2 separate regions of the Sus scrofa genome follow, and region 2 is linked to region 1. Evidence: chromatin contacts called from public Hi-C data. All regions are on one chromosome and are shown on one strand. The core of a region is the stretch at or near the end of the contact, and the rest is flanking DNA. Distances in the headings are between cores, read along the strand shown. Region 1 has its middle 66 kb from the start of RPL14. Region 2 has its middle 190 kb from the start of RPL14.

Region 1 (2,884 bases), core at 36-2,535:
TACCCGAGATGCCTTATTCCGATCAAAGACAAATTGCTGTGATGGGAAACCATGTGCCTTATTTTCCATATTTTAATTTATTACCAGATGGAGGCTTCAAAGTGGTTTTCCCTGTGGCTCTCACCTCCATTTATACTCACTTGCAGCCTCAAGGCTCCTCTTTGGGCTCAGCTGTACTTCACTTCCATCTGCTTCTCCTTCCTGGGATGGAGTGGAAGAGAAGATGGTGATGGGCAGAGCTGGGAAGGCAGGATGGGAGAGCCCTTCCCTGTATGTGTCCTGATGCAGGGAGGGTGGGTGAGGTGAGAGGTTACCCCACCCCCAGGCACCACTTGGCCTCCTTAGGGATAGTGACACTTCCTGGTATTTTTATCAGTGTCCTCTTCGGGCCCTGTTGAGTGGAGTGATGCTGGGCACACAGAATTAGAAAATATAAGGCATTCTTCCTGGGGTGACAGCCTCCTCACTGCCTCAGAGCTGTTGTGGGCCAGTGACGTGGACCCTCCCTCCTTTTGCTTCTCTGAAAGGCTCCCGGCCTCTGGGAGGTCCGGCTGCCTCCCAGATCTCAGGGCTTCATCTAAGTGATGAAGGTCTGTATCAGGTGGGCCTGGGACCTGGTGCTTTTTCAGTTTTTTATAATTTCACAGAGAGGTGCCTGTTTTAACAAGGATCATGGTTAGCATTTGAATTTTAAATTCATTAGGAAAGAGTGAGGGGTGTGAGAAGAGGAGATGTGTTCTGTAAATATATCAAGTTATGGTACCAGCACTGAGTGACAGGACGGAAGCCAGCTGGACAGAAAGACTGCTGCTGGATAGAGCCCCTCTCACCCTAAGGTTCTGGGATTCAGTGACCAGATTGCATTCATTTATTTTCATTAAGGTGTAAGTGACAGATACATTAATATGTCTATCTTTAGATTTTACACAGAGACTATGAACAAGGCCTCTCTCAGCCAGGTTCTCCAGACAGCAGCTCCAGGAACAAACAAAAGGAGCTGTACCACTGTGGGAAAGTGCTTCCCCAGTTCCCGACTGCTCATTCTAGTAAGTCCAGCCAGCCCTACTGGGAGGAGGTGGCTCTGGTGGGTCAGCCAGGCCAGAGGTGGACCTGGAACCATGGTTCAGGGATACCTCCCTTGAGTGGCTGCTGCCCCTTGAGCCTGATGGGCACCTCTGGCCAAGTGATACAGGAATGAAGTTGGCCCCTCTCCCTGCAGATGTCCTGGGGAAGGAGTGGTTGGGGAAGGAAACCTCCTCTCTTCCCAGGACAACTCCAAAGGCAAATATTTAGTCCATGGTCAGGTCCCAAGTCCCAGTTTCCAATTCAGCAAGTTGGCCTCTGAACATAAGGGCAGTGACGTCAAATGCAAAGAGATTAGGGAATTAACCAATTATTTGCCAAGTGCTTTCCTAGAATCCAGCTGGATTCTAGGCAGGAAAATAAAACATTTGTCAGGTGGCACGTGGTGGTGTTGCTGGCAAAGGATGGGTGCCAGGAGAGGGGGGTTGGTGGCACAGTGGAGCTCAGAGTAGGGGGCACCCCACCTGTGGTGCAAGGGAACGAGGGAGAGCCGATGTTTGGGGAAAAGTTGGAACCAGGGGAGTGATGAAAGCCAGAAGGGCTTCCACACAGAGGAGTGGCTTGTGCAAAAACCTAGGGGTGCCCTGGGCTTAGAGAGTAGCTCTGCCTCTGAGAAGAGAAGCCCTGTGGAGAGATGGGCCATGGGTGGGCCACTTTAGGAGGATTTGGAAAAGGAAGGAATGCCTAAGGGTACACACAATTTTAAGTCAACAGCACCGGTAGAAAACCAAACACTCCCTAGCACATCCCATCTATAGCCCCATGACCACGGGGAGCAGGCTGGCCAGAGGGCATGGCGCAGGGTTGGTTTCCCTGGGGTGGTGAGGGCAGAGGTCCTTTCACACTAGATTAAACATGAATCACTTGCAGGGTCCTTGCCACGCCCAGCCCCTTCTAAAGGTCACTGATCCCAAGTGTCTGGCATTGTGATTTGTGGCTGCTGCTAAGTGGGATGTCTCTAGTCAGGGGTCATCTTAGTGTGATGTTTTCAGGATTGGTCCCTGTGTAAGGGAGGGGGGGGCGTCGCAGCCCAAGACAGACATAATGGGGGAGAAACACAGGGCTGTCAGGAGAGGCCAGAGTGTGGTCAGCATGCTCCTTGCTCTACAAACCTTCCCTGGGTTCTGCTAGGGTTTGGGGTCAAGGGGCCCTCCTCCAGCCTCATAGCAGAGATAGCATCCCTGAGTCCCAGCCACTCCCAGCCTAGCCCCATGGGCCTCATGGGCATGGCTTCCTCCTTGCTGGTCTGGTCAGGTTTGGATAATAGAGTTCCCATTATATCATCCCACCTTCCCTGAGAAGGGCAATTCTGGCAATGATGGCCACGGCACACAGGGTCACGGGAAGGGCACTGGTGTCAGGCTCCAATACTGAATGAGACAGTTGCATCCACTGGGCAAATCACTCAGCTTCTTGAAACCTGCGATTTCTCTTCTGTACAGGGCCAACATCTCCAACTTGCAGGGATAGAGCCCGAATGAGATGATGTGTATAACTCTGAGGTGCAGCCCTAGTGCAGTTCTTCCAGACATGATCTTGCACCTCGCAGAGGACCATTCTTCTGCTACCCTGGGCCAGACGTTCAGAAAGTCTCCATTGGCTGGCAGAAGCCTGGTTCAGTCCCAGGGAAACCAGTCCCAGGAAAACCAGCCGTGGCTGGCTTCCTGGGTGCCCTGCTGCTCATGGCCTGCAGAGGGCAGCAGCGGGACGCACGCTGAGTTCAGACCTCTCCCGACCAGGCTGGGTGTTTTCCCTGCTGCCTGACATAGAAAGTTATCCATTGCATCCATGAATGCATCTT
Region 2 (2,965 bases), core at 446-2,945, 120 kb after region 1:
GAAAAAGTTGTCAAAGAGCTGTCCTCCAAAAAGCACCAGAGCCAGATGGTTTCAGAGGAATTCTTCCAAATCTTTCAAGAATAAATCATGGCAATGCCATTTAAACTGCTTTAAGGCATAGAAAAAGGAGAAAATCTTTCAATTTTTTTCATAAAGCAAGCATAATATTGATACCAATCACCATAAATGTGCACAAAAAAGAAAATCACTGTTTAATCTCACTTACACTGGTGCAAAAAATCCCAAATAAATCGAAGAGCTCTGGGTAGAAAAATATACCATAACCAATGGAGTCTAGTCAAAAGCATATCTTGGATTTAATAATAAGAATGGCTTAATATAATGGTTTAATACCAGAGAATCTTTCCAGTTGTTTTTCTTTTAAAAAGTCAAAAATGTCAAAATCCAAGTGTCCATCAGTGGATGAATGGATAAAGAAGAGGTGATATATGTATATACAGTGGAATATAACTTGGGCATAAGAAAAGAATTAAATCTTGCTACAACTTGGATGGACCTTGAGGGCGTTGTGTTATGTGAAATAAGTCGAGCAGAGAAAGACAAATACATATGATCTTACATGTGAAATTTTAAAAACAAGTAAACAGGCTCAGGTACAAAGGACAAATTGTTGGCTGCCAGAGGTGGGAGTGGGAGGGTAGCCAAAATAGGTAAAAGTAGTAAAAGTACAAACTTCTAGTTATAAAATAAGTAAGCCTTGGGTATGTATGTAGTGTATATAGCATGGTGACTATAGTTAATTACACTGTATAGCATATTTGAAAGTTGCTAAGAGACTAGATCCAAAATTTCTTATAAGAGAAAAATTTCTTTGTAACTATGTGTGGGGATGAATATGAACTAGACTTATTGTAGTGGTCATTTTATAAAATATAAATATTGAATCATTATGTTGTATACCTGAAACTATTATTATATGTCAATTAAACCTCAAAAAATGAAAGAAGTTAGATGGAAAAAATCAAAACCTCATTAAGCCTTTTAACATGTATTTTATTGTTTGATATTTTTGACTGAGATAGGTGACATCATAATAGTTTCAGTGCTTAGGGCTTCTTAAATGTTTAAAATTTTTTAATGATTACAGCAAGAAGTTGGATAGCATGGCAGACTGGCTCCTTTGAAAGGGGCTTCTGGGTCTGGTGGTTGACACATTTAAGAGCAGAAGTTCTTGGGGGATGAGTATGTGAGAGAGAGAAAGAGGGCTGGTCTGAGGCCCCCTGCCCCTATAACCTAGCCCCTTAACAAGGGATGCAGGGCATTCACCTACCACCTGAGATCTGTAGCACTCTTAAATGTTTGAATTGACCTGGATCTCAAAGAAAAATGTGCCCTGCCTCTTGGGGGGATCATGGATTGGCACCTACACAGTGGCAAAGGTGGCAGCTAATTTCTAGGACATTCACAAGGATAATATTTTTAGATGCAGTGGTAGAAGAGTGAAGGTGACCTTGAGGTGGAGGAGGAAAGATTAACATTGTTAGGGATGAGTATAACAGTGAATCAGTCAGCTACTACAGTCCATTGTTGGCCTAGAGGAGAATCAGTGAGAGGGTTGCACCCATTTTGAACATTTCCACCCTGCCAAATCTACCTGGGTATGTGTATTAACTGAGAGACAGAGACAGAAGGGGGGAGGGTTGCTGAGAGGAAGCAGGGTGTTTTCTTTTTAAGAGAAGATCAATAATTTAGGATCAATACTTTGTACAGAGAACCTGCTGGTTACTCGTTTCTGGTTTGCAGCAATAGCTGCTTCTTACTGAGGCTGTTTCCCTGGAGGAATGCAGGAAACTGTCACACCAGGCCAGCTTGATGGGGTCTCCTGAGTGCCCTTGTGCTGGGCAGCATTCGATAACTCATCACTCACAGAGCTGCCAGACAGAACACAGGCAGACCTTTTTTTTTTTTTTTTTTTTGGTACATACTGCATCACATTATCTTGGACAACTGATCTTGTCCTTAATTTGATAGTGCACCAAACCCTATGCTGGTGCTTTAAGGACAGTATCTTTGCTCTAGTTTGTATCTATAAGCCCTGGATGCATTAAAATAGAAATGTAGAAAGTAAGGTCTTGGCGAACCTGTTTTTCTGGGACAAGTTGACTGTCAAAGTCGGCTGTGTGGCAAGCTAGCCCTGGGACAGCACTGCAAGCCCATAGAAGCATAGGGTGCTTGGCTCTTGTCAGCCTGAACCTGTTCATGCAGCCTAGAATCCTCACTTCCCCATCTTGAAGGGTGGCTAGCTGGCTTCTCTTCAATCTCTTCCAGGGATGGAAAGTTCACCACTATAAAACCAACCCTGCCCCTCTTTTCTAAAAATAAGAGAGCCTCTCTTGCTATGTTTGCCTGCTTTATCATTTAAAAGCCCTGTCAACTTTATAATGAAAAAAATGACACCTGCCAGTGTTTTATTTCCTATTTCTTTGATCTAGAGGTGTCAAATGGCTTTTTTCATGTCATTGATATTCATTCTTTGGTGATTTAGTTCCATCTTTCCTTTACTCATTCTTTTTTCTATTGGTGTGATAGTTTTTAAAATTAACTTATGAGAACTTTTACGACTTAAAATCATAGCCTTTATATTTTTGTACTTTGATATTTTTATATTTCTTTCCTAATTTTTATTGACTTATTTTATTTTTTATCTTTTTTTAGGGCCCCACCCGCAGCATGTGGAGGTTCCCAGGCTAGGGGTCTAATCGGAGCTGTAGCTGCTGGCCTACGCCACAGCCACAGCAATGTGGAATCTGAGCCGTGAATGTGACCCACACCACAGCTCACTGCAACGCTGGATCCTTAACCCACTAAGTGAGGCCAGGGATCAAACCTATGTCCTCATGGATATTAGTTAGATTTATTTCTGCTGAGCCATGATGGAGACTCCTCTTTCCTAATTTTTAATTTTGTTAGTGTTGGTTTTGGTGGGAAAATATTTTCAGTTTTG

Evidence for each region. A called contact is a pair of places that touch in the nucleus more often than the background predicts.
Region 2: a contact with region 1 is called in a Hi-C map of liver, with 3 times the contacts expected there. The contact joins two enhancer-like sites. A contact is called at or near these places in 1 of 5 promoter capture datasets (liver) and 4 of 47 Hi-C or Micro-C datasets (embryonic fibroblasts, liver and undifferentiated spermatogonia).

What each region holds. Positions count from the first base shown.
Region 1 is chr13:24,760,131-24,763,014 of Sscrofa11.1, forward strand. No RefSeq gene overlaps it. Among named protein-coding and RNA genes, the nearest start is that of RPL14, 66 kb to the left of the region's middle. Within about 2 kb of position 1,286, at least 9 of the 83 cell types and tissues checked have an H3K27ac peak or open chromatin away from gene starts, as enhancers often do. A contact at or near this core is called in liver, where this site is marked.
Region 2 is chr13:24,881,191-24,884,155 of Sscrofa11.1, forward strand. No RefSeq gene overlaps it. Among named protein-coding and RNA genes, the nearest start is that of RPL14, 190 kb to the left of the region's middle. Within about 2 kb of position 1,696, at least 2 of the 83 cell types and tissues checked have an H3K27ac peak or open chromatin away from gene starts, as enhancers often do. A contact at or near this core is called in liver, where this site is marked.